Linked DNA regions of Mus musculus: all the other regions are linked to region 3. Evidence: chromatin contacts called from public promoter capture Hi-C data. All regions are on one chromosome and are shown on one strand. Each heading gives the region's core, a stretch centred on a gene start, on an enhancer-like site or on the middle of the called end of the contact. The rest is flanking DNA. Distances are from core to core; before and after follow the strand shown.

Region 1 (3,837 bases), core at 494-2,993, 2.4 Mb before region 3:
ATATCAGTTCCTCTCATGAAGTACACATATTTCAATTTTCAATAAAGCATATATTTATTACTATTTTGTATTATTAAAATACTAATATACAATGCATACTTATGAAAACCAATTATTGTTTGTTATAATGTGTGTGTGTGAGAGAGAGAAAGAGAGAGAAAGATAGAGAGAGAAAGAGAGAGAGAGAAAGAGAGAGAGAGAGTATGTGTGTGTATTATATGGTTTTTGTTCCTCATCATAACTCCTTTTGGGGACTTACATTTCTTTTCCTGTAGTGATTCACAAGATATATGGTATGCTATTGTGAACTATATTCACCTATATATTATGGATAAAAATTACAAGATTATCAAAAACTCTAGATGGAAATGCTGACAACCCTAATGTGGATAGTGTTTGAATACTATTGAATTGCCAAGTGATATTCCATAAATATGCATAATGTGAATTAAAATTTGAAAGAAGAAAAATTAAAAATCTTTTCTAATATTAAGAAATAAAACAAAATTATGCATAATATCCTCAAAAGTAGTTTCTTAGCAATGTTATAAAATAGGTGTTACTATTACAGAGAGAAAACTCTAATATAAATTCAGGATTCCTCTTTACACTCCAGCTTTTATAAATTTAGGCATTTAGCTAAAACCCTTCTTATGGATATCAAAGTCAGATAATTTAAAGACACTACTTAAATAAAAAAAAAACACACACAGTTAATTTTAAATTATTTCTCTACTCTCCCTGTTTGCATATACAAATAAATACTAATTATTTACAAAATTATTTTCCTTGTTATATTCTTCCTAAAATTCATGACAAAATAAGACATTATAAAATACAAATTATTTAGCAGTGGTCAGTAAGAGACAGCATATGTATTCTTGCCATTTGTAGTTAGTAGCCCAGAGGAGACATAGTTAAGTATCTTTATAGTGAAAAATGTACTGGGAATGTCATTAAAATATTATAGTTTCTTTAATGACACATCTTCACATGTAGTTTTATCATGTTAACATTATCTCTAGTGTTGAAAGCTTCTGTATTTTATTTTAAGTTTTTTAAGTTCTAAAGTATTAGGAAGATATTTCACGTGAAGGTAATCAAGTTATAGTTGCTTTACTTAAAACAATTCATAATTCATCTGAGTTTTACCTTGTATTATCTCTCAAAACAGTAGTCATTTACCCACAGGGAAAAAATACCAACTTAAGCTTAGCATAAGTTGCATATGAAGGCTAGAGAAAGACAAAGTTTAGCGAGTCTGCCTACCACATATCTAAAATAAGTTTAGAGCCAAGGCTCAGTACTCATTCCAAAACAAATAGTACAGACTGTGCTGCTGGGCAAGCAAACACGATCTGTCAACAAACCCACAAAAGACCTTGAAACCCTGAAGCCCTAAATAACAGAGATCAAACCATTAAAAATAAAAATAAAATAAACCTCTAATAAAGTACAAAAAGGGATGAAAGAAAAACAAAACCATATATCTTAAAAGTAACTTACTACATCAACTTGTATAAATCAACAACCATCCAAATCTAGAGTTTAGTATTCGTCAAATACAAAACAATAGAAATCTCACCATTTGGTTTCAATTTCTCTTTCGTTCAAACAAAAGGCCAGATTAAACGTTTTTAGGAATTCGTATCCTTTCACTATCCTCTCTTTCAAACCTTATGTAATTCTCCAAATATGGATTCTGTCAGCACTGTGATCTGAGCTCCACAGTGACCTATGATGGACTGGGCACCACCACCCTGGTGTCCTTTGGAAACCACTGCCTTCCCTTGGCTGCTGCTTTATAACCTCCTCTATTGCAACATAATTCATCACTTTGCTTTCTCAATACACAACAACCTCTTCTACTTTCAACTTTTTCTCTAAATCACTTATATACAATATAGGGGTTAAAGGCTTGTAAAATAAGTTTAAAGATCACATTATTTTATCGAGCCAAATTCAATCAATAAAAAAATGAGAACATAATGGGAACAAATTCACTTAATCAAAGGTCTATTATTAGGTCTGCGTTTATCATCTTCTACTCCTGTTGAGTGTAATTACTTGTTTTCATTATATAACTTTCAAGTGTGCTCTTAAGTTGCTAGTATGAGATCTTACGTAGGCACTTAGTGGTATAAGCTTTCCTCTTACCACCACTTTCACTGTGTTCCATAAGTTTGGGTATGCTGTGTACGCATTTTCATTGAATTCTAATAAGTACTCCATTTCTGTCTTTATTTTAGTCTTGACCCAGTTTCCCTTCAGTAGCGAAATATTCAGTTTCCATCAGTTTGTAAGATTTCTGTTGGTTCTGTTGCTGGTTGTCAGATAGGATGCAGGGAATTATTTCAAAACTCTTATATCTACTGAGACATGTCCTGTTTCCAACAGTATGGTCAAATTTGGAGAAATTTCCATAAGGTGCAGAGTAGAAGGCATTTTCTTTTGTGTAGGTAAAATGTTCTACAAATATCACTAAGGTCCATTTGGTTTATAATACCTGTTAGCTCCAGTATTTCTCTGTTTAGTTTTTGTCTGGATGGCTTGTTCCTTGATGACAATGTGGTATTAAAGTCTCCTACTCTCAGTGTGTGAAGGTCAATATGTGATTAAGCTGTAGTAGTGTCTTTTTTTATAAACTTGGGTGCCCTTGTGTTTGGAGCATAGATGCTATGAATTGAAATGTAATCTTAGTGGATTTTCCTTGTGTTCTGTTGGTGAAGCTTGCCTCTGTAGTTACTGTTCAAATTCCTAAATTTTTCACTTCCTGAATTCCCCCAGTTTTGTTTCTTTATTGATTCTCTTTACAATTTCATGACTTGAACAGTTGTATTTATTTCTTTACACTGTTGTGGATTTCTTGGATTTTGTCAAAGGATTTACTCATTTTCTCGTTAAGAATCTGTATCATATTCATAAAGTTAGTTTTAACATCTTTTTCTTTTGTTTCAGTTATGTTGGAATATTCAGGGCCTGCTATGGTAGGATAGCTGGGTTCTATGGAGACATATTGCCCTGGCTATTGTCGATTGTGTTTTTAATGCTAGCAACTAAGCATCTGGGTTTGGATTGATTTTATGTTTAGGTGCTCACATCTTGATTTGTCTTTCTTGGGTGGGTGTTTTGTTCTGTAGTTTCTTTTTCCTCTCATACTTTTCAGAGAATTTGATGGTTGCATGTTGCCTGCTTTCCTGGCCTGTTCATCTGATGTGTTCACAAAGGATGCCTGCTGATTCTGGAGACTGGGTAATTGGGATGAGTTGGGAAAAGAAAGGTTCGAGGATAAGGTCTTCTTGATCCTGGGGGTGGGGTCAGAGAGGAGACTACAGCAGGTTTCGAGCTACAGAGCTGGAGATGAGACTTGGGGATTGGATTTCAGGAGCAGTAGGAGAGGTGTGGGTTTGCCTGCCGATGCTGCATAGTCCACCTCAGTATAACACATCAACTAACACTCAAAAAAGCACCTGCCCTGTGACGCAGTGCTTAATTATTCTGTGTCTTGGCAGTGCTATGATGGGTTTCTTAATCATTCACTCAGCTAGTGGCATCAACCTTCCATACCAGGATTTGCTCTCTGAGTTTGCTTTCAATACTGACACTTTGTATCCCATGCTTCTTGTATTTACTTGCTGATCTGTAACATTGTATGAACTGTAACGCGTACAAGTTATTAATTTATCAATCAAAATTTGTAGGGAATAAAGGACTATGGTTGCCATAGTCGTGTGTACCCAGGTAACTCAAAAATATTTTGGTGGCTTAAAGCTAATGAAAAAAATAAGTTATAAATTGTAACATAGAGACAAGGTCAAAATATCCAATTATACTACT
Region 2 (3,706 bases), core at 257-2,756, 2.4 Mb before region 3:
ATCAGTTCCAGCTTAGGGACTCTAGCTAGGCCTTATGTCTGAAGTGTAGGGTATTTTCAGCAATAGGGACTTACCTTACACATCTGGGAGGCAACAAGAGAGATAATAGCCTGTGATGTATTGGAACTATCTTGGGCAACACTAACCAACAATCAAAGAAGGAATTCTCATTCTTGGTGTTGGTTTGTGGTTGTTGTTTGTGGTTAGGCGATTGTCCTAGTTATTTCTCTATTGCTGTGAAGAGACACGATGACTCCGGCAACTAATACAAGAAGACATTTAATAGGGTTCTTGATACACTTTCAGATGGTGAGTCCATGACCATCATACAAGAAACATGACAGCAGACAGGGAAGCATGGCTCTGAGCAGTAGCTAAGAACTTACATCCAGATCCACAAGTTGGGGGAGAGGGCAGGGAGGGAAAAGGGAAGGGAGGGACAGGGGAGAAGAGAAGAGGGAGGGGAGGGGAGGGGAGGGAGAGAGGGAGAGAGGGAGAGAGAAGAGAGAGAGAGAGGAAATTGCATGAGGAAACCCCAACATCCAACCCCAGCAACACACCTACTTCAGCAAGGCCATGCCTCCTAAATGGTTCAAACAGTTCCACCAACTGAAAACCACTCATTCAAACATGTGAGCCTATGGGAGTCATTCTCACAGTTTCATTTCAAAACAAAACAAAACAAGACAAAACAAAACAAAACAAAACAGCAGTCCTTGGTTTTGGAGGGAGCATTATTAGCACGAGAGAAATTTTCATCTAAACTCTATGTATATTATACACAGACTTGCATACATTAGAGGGCTTTTTAAAAAGTATAGCCAATAGCATGTTTCCATGTTACTTTTTCAGATATTCTTGTTGTTGTGTTACCCTCTTCCCTGTTCCTGTCTCCCTTCCCCCTCCCTAATTAGAGCCACTTATCCAATCAGCATTTACATCCTGTGTTTCCTCTCTCTATTGAACCCACAACTACCTACCCTGGCACTAGTCTCACTTTCTGGTTCTGCAGTTGCCCCAGTATATGTATTTACTTGTAACGATTTGGAGAGGGTTGACTCCAAAGAGACAGAACATGTGACACGTCTTTCTGAGTCTGGATTATCTCACACAATGTGATCTTTTCTGATTTCATACATTTACCTGCAAAATACATTATTTCATTTTTCTTATAACTTAATAGTGTTGCATAGTGTATATGAATTACATTTTCATTATCCATTCCTTATTGAAAGAAATTTAGCTATTTTGGATACAGCAGCAATGACCATGAGTAGTTGAGCATTATGGAATATGATGTCATGTTTTGGGCATGTACCCAAAAACCCAAGTAGTAGTATAGCTAGGTCATATACTACATTAGTTTTGGGCTCTTTGATAATTCTCCTTACTGCTTTTCATAGTGACTGCTCTGAATACAGCTTTTAGCTTGGCTAATGGGCAACAAAGCTGTTTGCAGAAGCTTTTCTCTCCCCCTCCCACCTGCTGCTTGAGGAATTTTCCCTTTCCCTGCCAATTTAAACAAGTTCAATAGTTCAATACCACATGGTGGCCCTTCCCCATCTGAGAGGACTGACTAGAAATCATGATGACCACAGCTGCAGGAGCAAGATTAGCTGTTCTTAAAAATTAGCTATAACAAAGAGGAAACCCTGCCTCAGTTTGAATTCCGAGATAAACCACATACTGTCCTACCCTTGCTGGTAAAGTTTTCTGGCACATCAATAGCTGATCATTAAAATTAAAAATATACTATTGCTTTGCTAGCCAATAATGGTATCACTGTAAAAGCCCCTCCTTTTCAAAGAGTATTTAAAAAAAGCTGTACTTTTGTCAAATGGGGTTGACTCTCCCTGCGAGGCTGAGCAACCCCATGCGTGTCGGAATAAAAATCTCGTCATTGCAGAGATCTGTCATTAAGCTGTGTTTCTGGGGATCGCCTCCTCAACACTTGGGCCCCTGGAGGCCCAACAGCTTCAGTTTTCAATTTCACCAACAATGAACGTGGCTTCTCCTTTCCCTCAACCCTCTCCAGTATTCATTGTTTTATTGATCTTTGCTACATTAACTGGGTTAACGTGAAATATCAGTTTTGGTTTTATATTATTGTAAGTACTGATGAACAGTTTTTTATGTAGTTCTTGAACTGTTTTTCTTTTGAGAACTCTCTGTACAGTCTCAAGCCCATTTTTAGTAAGTCATTTGATTATTACTTTGTTATTTTTATATTCTGGATATTAATTTTTTGATGTGTATGTGGTAAAGATTGTCTCCAATTCTGGTGGCTTCTGCTTCACCTAGTAGATTATTTGGCTTTAGCTGTATGTGCAGATTTTTTAAATTTATTTTTTTGAAGTTCCATTAGTCAGTTGTTGGCCTTAATTCAAAGCCAGATGGGAGTACTGTTTAGAAAGTCCTTTTTTACACCTATATCATGACGAGTACTCAGTTTTCAGATTTGATTTAGGTATTTAGCCCACGTTAAATCAAGTTTTATGCAAGGTAACAAATATGGGTCTAATTTGATTCTTTATCCAGACATCCAGTTTTCTGAGCATCATTTGTTGAAGATCCTTCCTTTACTCAGGCTTATAAATATTAAATGGCTGAAGTTATGTGGACTCATGTTTGTGTGTTCAATTTTGTCCGACATATCTACACTGTTTTGTTATTCCTATAGCTCTATAAAATGTATTAAAATCTGGAATGGTAATCCCCACAGACTTTTTGGGTTTGTTCAGTATTCTTTTGGCTATCTTATCTATTTTGTGTTTCCGAATGAATCTTAAGAGTACATTTTTTTGTATGCCCATGAAAAAAAATGGCAATTGTCCTGGTTAAATTTAATGTTTGTAAAATAGTTATTTTCAAAATATTAAGTCTATTAACTCATACACTTAGTGTCTTTCTCTCCACCTTCACATATTTGAAATTTTCATTATAGAGGTTCTTTACTTCTTTGGTTAGGTCTATTCTTATTTTCTTTAAGGCTTCTGTGAGTAGAAGTATGTACACTATCTCCTGTTTGTTGGTGGGGTATACAAAAGCTATTGATTTGTTCAAGCTAATTCTGTATCCTGTCAACATTGCTGAATTTATCTTTTCTGGAAGTTTTTGAACAGAATTTGGGGAATCGTTACTGTATAGTATCATGTCTTCTGCAAACAACAATTTCTTTTTTCCATATTTGTACTTCTTTAATTTTCTTCACATACCTTATTGCTTTAGATAGTAATAACCCAGTATTGAAAGGGAGCAGGGATAGTCTTTGGTTTGGTTTCTAACTTCAGTGGGATTGCGTCAAGCTTTTTCTTTTAGGATGATGTTGGTTGTGGGACTTTCATGTATAACTTCTTTTTTGGCGTATTTTCTAAAACTCTTATCATGAAAGCCTATTGGTTTTGTCAAATTCTTTTTCTGTGTGTATGAATATCTGATTTTTGTCTTAAGCTCATTTACATAGTTTAGTACATTTGAGTATTTTTTTTTCATTTCTATATTGAAAGGATAAAACCAACTTGGTTATAATGTATAAACTTTTTGATGTATTTCTATATTGTTTGCATGTATTTTGTTGAGCAGTTTTAGTCTAGTCCCCTGTTATTAAAAGTGATAATGGCATTTTAGGGATTTCAGAGTGCTCTTTCTGGTTTTTGTACAGTTTACAAAGAATGGCTATGGATTTTCCTTGAAAGTCTGGTAGAAT
Region 3 (3,378 bases), core at 358-2,857:
TTTATCCCTGCATGTGTGTGTCTGTCTGTACGTCTCTGTTTTTCTGTGTCTGTCACATGTGTGCATGTGCCTGTGAGGTGGAGAAAAGAATGTCAGACCCTTGAAGCTGGAGTTACAGGCAGTTGTGAGCCACCAGATATGGTGCTGAGAACGAAATCCTGATCCTCTGCAAGAGCAGTGAGCACTCTCAACTTCTGCCCCTCTTTTATCGATTCTTAGAAGGGAATAAAATCTAGAAATGGAGTTAGCACACTTCAGAAGTGTGCTCATTCTGTTATTTGCAGAGCAGTTTCACAAGCCCAGAAGTTATCCCACAGCAAATACTTAAATTCCAGTGACTTTACTTCCTTAGCGACACCGGACTCTCTTCGACCCAAATCTTGACACCATAAAACAAAAACAAACAAACAAAAAAGCCCAAAGGTGACACCAAAGCCTTCAAGTCAAAATGGCATTCTCAGAAAACTGTATGGGATTTTCTACTGCAGTAAAGATACAAGGAAAATCCTAAGACAGTTTCACTGGAAAAGAGAATGGCATATGCTTTGCCAACGGTCTCTTCACAAACCTCTTCAAAAGTCATTCAAAGGCAATCATAAATTTAACAGGGCCATTCAGATCTTTCTCTCTCAGAATCTTAGGAGTGAAATCCAAAAAAAAAAAAAAAAAAAAAAAAAAAAGCCACACCCACAGGTAGGTTAGCTAACAGGATCCTCTCATTTTTCCTGAGGCATAGCTAAGGCAAGCTGTTAAAGAGATTCATTGCATCTGCCAAATAAAAAAGTAAAAAAAAAATATGAGGAGGGGGCCTGTTTGTCAGTTCTGTTTAATGGAGTTGCAGGAAATGAGAGTCCCCGATCTTAGAACTGCAGCCCTTCCCTTTTGGTGAGAGTACGCTGAGAGCAACTCAGCAAAAGTGGTAGTGGCAAAGGTAAGACGTGAACCTGCCGGTAAGGAGCTACGTGGCACTAAGCAAATAGTGGCTTGTCTCCCTCACCCTCTGCTTCCGCCCCAATCATCTTCCCCTTTGGTTACCAGTTGCTCCAGATGCCGTAGAGTAGTTCCACAAAAGCGAAAGAGAGGTTCAGGCACAGGAAGAAAAACAGGTTCCGGGATGTCTTGTCCGACAGGATGGACCTGGGCACGATACAGGTGATCAGAAGCAAGCAGGAGCCAAGGGGGTTGCGGGGACCCCTCAAAACCCACCCAGTCCGCATGCTCGTTCCACCACAGCAGGAGGGTGACGCTCCCATGCTGGACCTCAGGCCATCCTTAGCACCCAGCTTTGTCTCAGCATCCCGGGCAGCCCCCTCCCAGCAATCACAGCACCCCGCACCTAAACCAGCCTGAGATCTTGCCGAACAGATTGAACTTGGGTGGTTTGTATTCATCATCCTTGATGGACAGGGGCAACATCTTCTCCACCCGGCGAAGGGCCGGGTCTCCGTCCCTCTAGAAGTGACTCGGTATGGTGGCGGCAGTGACAGCGGTGACGCTTCAAACGCGGACCCCAAAGCGCTTGACCGCCGCGGCACCGCCGCGAGACACAGACACAGACACACACCCGGGAATTCGAGGACTTCCGGCCCGGGCCGCGCAACGCGTCCTGGGACGGGAAAGCGGGAGGCGGGGGCGGGGACTCCGGCAGGGGAGGGGCTTACGGGGAGGAGGCGGGGCTTGGGGGCTGCGGAAAGTCCGAGCTGAAAGCTTGGGGATCTATCTCTAGCTGAGCTAGGGGTCCTATCTCCTGAACTCACGAAAGATACCCCTGCTGGCTCTCTGCAGACGTGGCTGACTGGTTCAGGGCCCGCTGTCACCCACCCAGATCGCCCATCACTATCGTCCCCGGATGCAGTGCAGCCCGCTCCTGCTCCTTCAGCATTAACCCCCTAAAGGACCTCAAATCCCCGCTGTGCCTTAGGCAGCATCACTGAAAAGCCCAGGCGGCCACGTGCTGCGCCGCCACTGCACGGGATGTGCGAGAATGGCTTCCCGAGGTCAACGCTAAGGGAGTCCACCCCCACCCGCGGAAACCGTCACGCGGGACGCGATCGTTGAGTGCTTTGCAAAAGAAACACTTAAAGGTATTTTAAAACGTCCTTTAGGAAGAGGGCCATAGACTATGGCCTTGAGGTCCGCTTCTTGCTGTTTCTCCCCTGCAACCTCATTCGGTTGTAGCCCTGAAGGCAACCGCAGACAGGTTCCTTTAGCATCCTTGTCACCCCCAAGACAGTAGCTGTCACTATGGTCCATTTCAGGAGGTGCAGATACAAGCCTGTTGGGTGGGAGGCTGGGGATGAGCCTTGTGGGCCTGGGCTGGCTAGAGAGACACTCTCCAGCATCTTTCTAGGGGATTGTTTAGACAAGGTCAGCTGGCCGATCACGTGAATGATTAAAAGTTATTACCTAGAAGGGGAAACCCGGAAAGGGGGTCTGGTTTGGGGAGGTGGCTTGGAAACTACAAAACCGAGCTTCTTGGGAAAGCCTTTTTGCCTAACAGGAAGTGGAGCGTCACCCAAAGCGAGGGAGGGGTGGCCACTCAGGAACTGTCCCCTGCTCCAGGCACTCACTTTGCAGGCGGCGCATTTCCTAGGTTATCAATTGGACGGGCAGAGAGGTTGGAAGCCCGGTTTAGGAAAGGGGTGGAAAAGAGGCAAGCAAAGGAGACTCTCCTTTCGATTTATGCTAACCAAGCTGCAAATAAACCCGCTGGCCCCGCTGCAATCTTCTGCACTAGAGGTGAGGCAACTGTGAAATTCTCTTTCATTGATTTTATCTTTCCATTTGGGACCTCTGCTTGTTTTGCCCTCGTTCTTGGAACTTTGTGGGTAGGAAGGATTTATTCTGTAATTTAGATTTTTGAAAATAGATCTTGATTTTTTTTTAATGTTCCTCTTTAAAAACTGCTGGTAACAAACGGCTTGATTCTATAAGTTCTAGGACAAACATGTCTCTTTTGTCTTTGCCTTTCTTGGACCATTATTGTCATGTAAGCAAATATTCTCAATTAGTAGCATTTACTTTTTAAAGGCTACTCTGTTGTTGTTGTTCAGAGCAGTTTTTCAATTCTACCCTACTGCATTGCTGAGGAAGCCAGAACTGACTGCAGACGAGGTCGTTTAAGGCAAAATAGCTATTGCAATTGATTTTTTCCCCCTTGAAGACTGCTTTATTTAAGTATGATGGTGGGGATGGTATATCAAAATAATCAAGTTTCAGCAATGGATTTCCAGCCTTCTCATTAAGGTCACCTGCAATTTGAGCCTATGTGGTTTTTATCCTGCCTTTGGAAATAAATTCTGTATTCCATCTTGCACTGTTGTAAATCCGAAGTTGCTTAGCTGGCATAGATAGGGAGGAACCCATATTACCTGTTAT

What was found. Promoter capture Hi-C pulls out the DNA fragments that hold promoters and counts their contacts.
Region 1: a promoter capture Hi-C map of hippocampal neurons shows a contact between it and region 3, with 9 times the contacts expected there. The contact joins the promoter of Amy1 here to the promoter of Slc30a7 in region 3. A contact is called at or near these places in 3 of 39 promoter capture datasets (hippocampal neurons and liver) and 1 of 115 datasets of contacts at active chromatin or transcription factors (large pre-B cells).
Region 2: a contact with region 3 is called in a promoter capture Hi-C map of liver, with 4 times the contacts expected there. The contact joins the enhancer-like site here to the promoter of Slc30a7 in region 3. A contact is called at or near these places in 4 of 39 promoter capture datasets (the C10 cell line, cranial neural crest, liver and 1 more) and 3 of 115 datasets of contacts at active chromatin or transcription factors (the 230-238 cell line, embryonic stem cells and large pre-B cells).

The regions. Positions count from the first base shown.
Region 1 is chr3:113,573,019-113,576,855 of GRCm38.p6, forward strand. Amy1 (amylase 1, salivary) reads right to left here and starts at 1,744. Exons shown (of 11, transcript NM_007446.2): 1 at 1,586-1,744.
Region 2 is chr3:113,589,540-113,593,245 of GRCm38.p6, forward strand. No RefSeq gene overlaps it. Among named protein-coding and RNA genes, the nearest start is that of Amy1, 17 kb to the left of the region's middle. Within about 2 kb of position 1,507, at least 4 of the 459 cell types and tissues checked have an H3K27ac peak or open chromatin away from gene starts, as enhancers often do. A contact at or near this core is called in liver, where this site is marked.
Region 3 is chr3:116,005,799-116,009,176 of GRCm38.p6, forward strand. Slc30a7 (solute carrier family 30 (zinc transporter), member 7) reads right to left here and starts at 1,608. Exons shown (of 11, transcript NM_023214.7): 1 at 1,337-1,608; 2 at 1,036-1,137. The coding sequence starts at 1,416. It overlaps Extl2 (exostosin-like glycosyltransferase 2), which reads left to right and starts at 2,499. Exons shown (of 5, transcript NM_001163514.1): 1 at 2,499-2,739.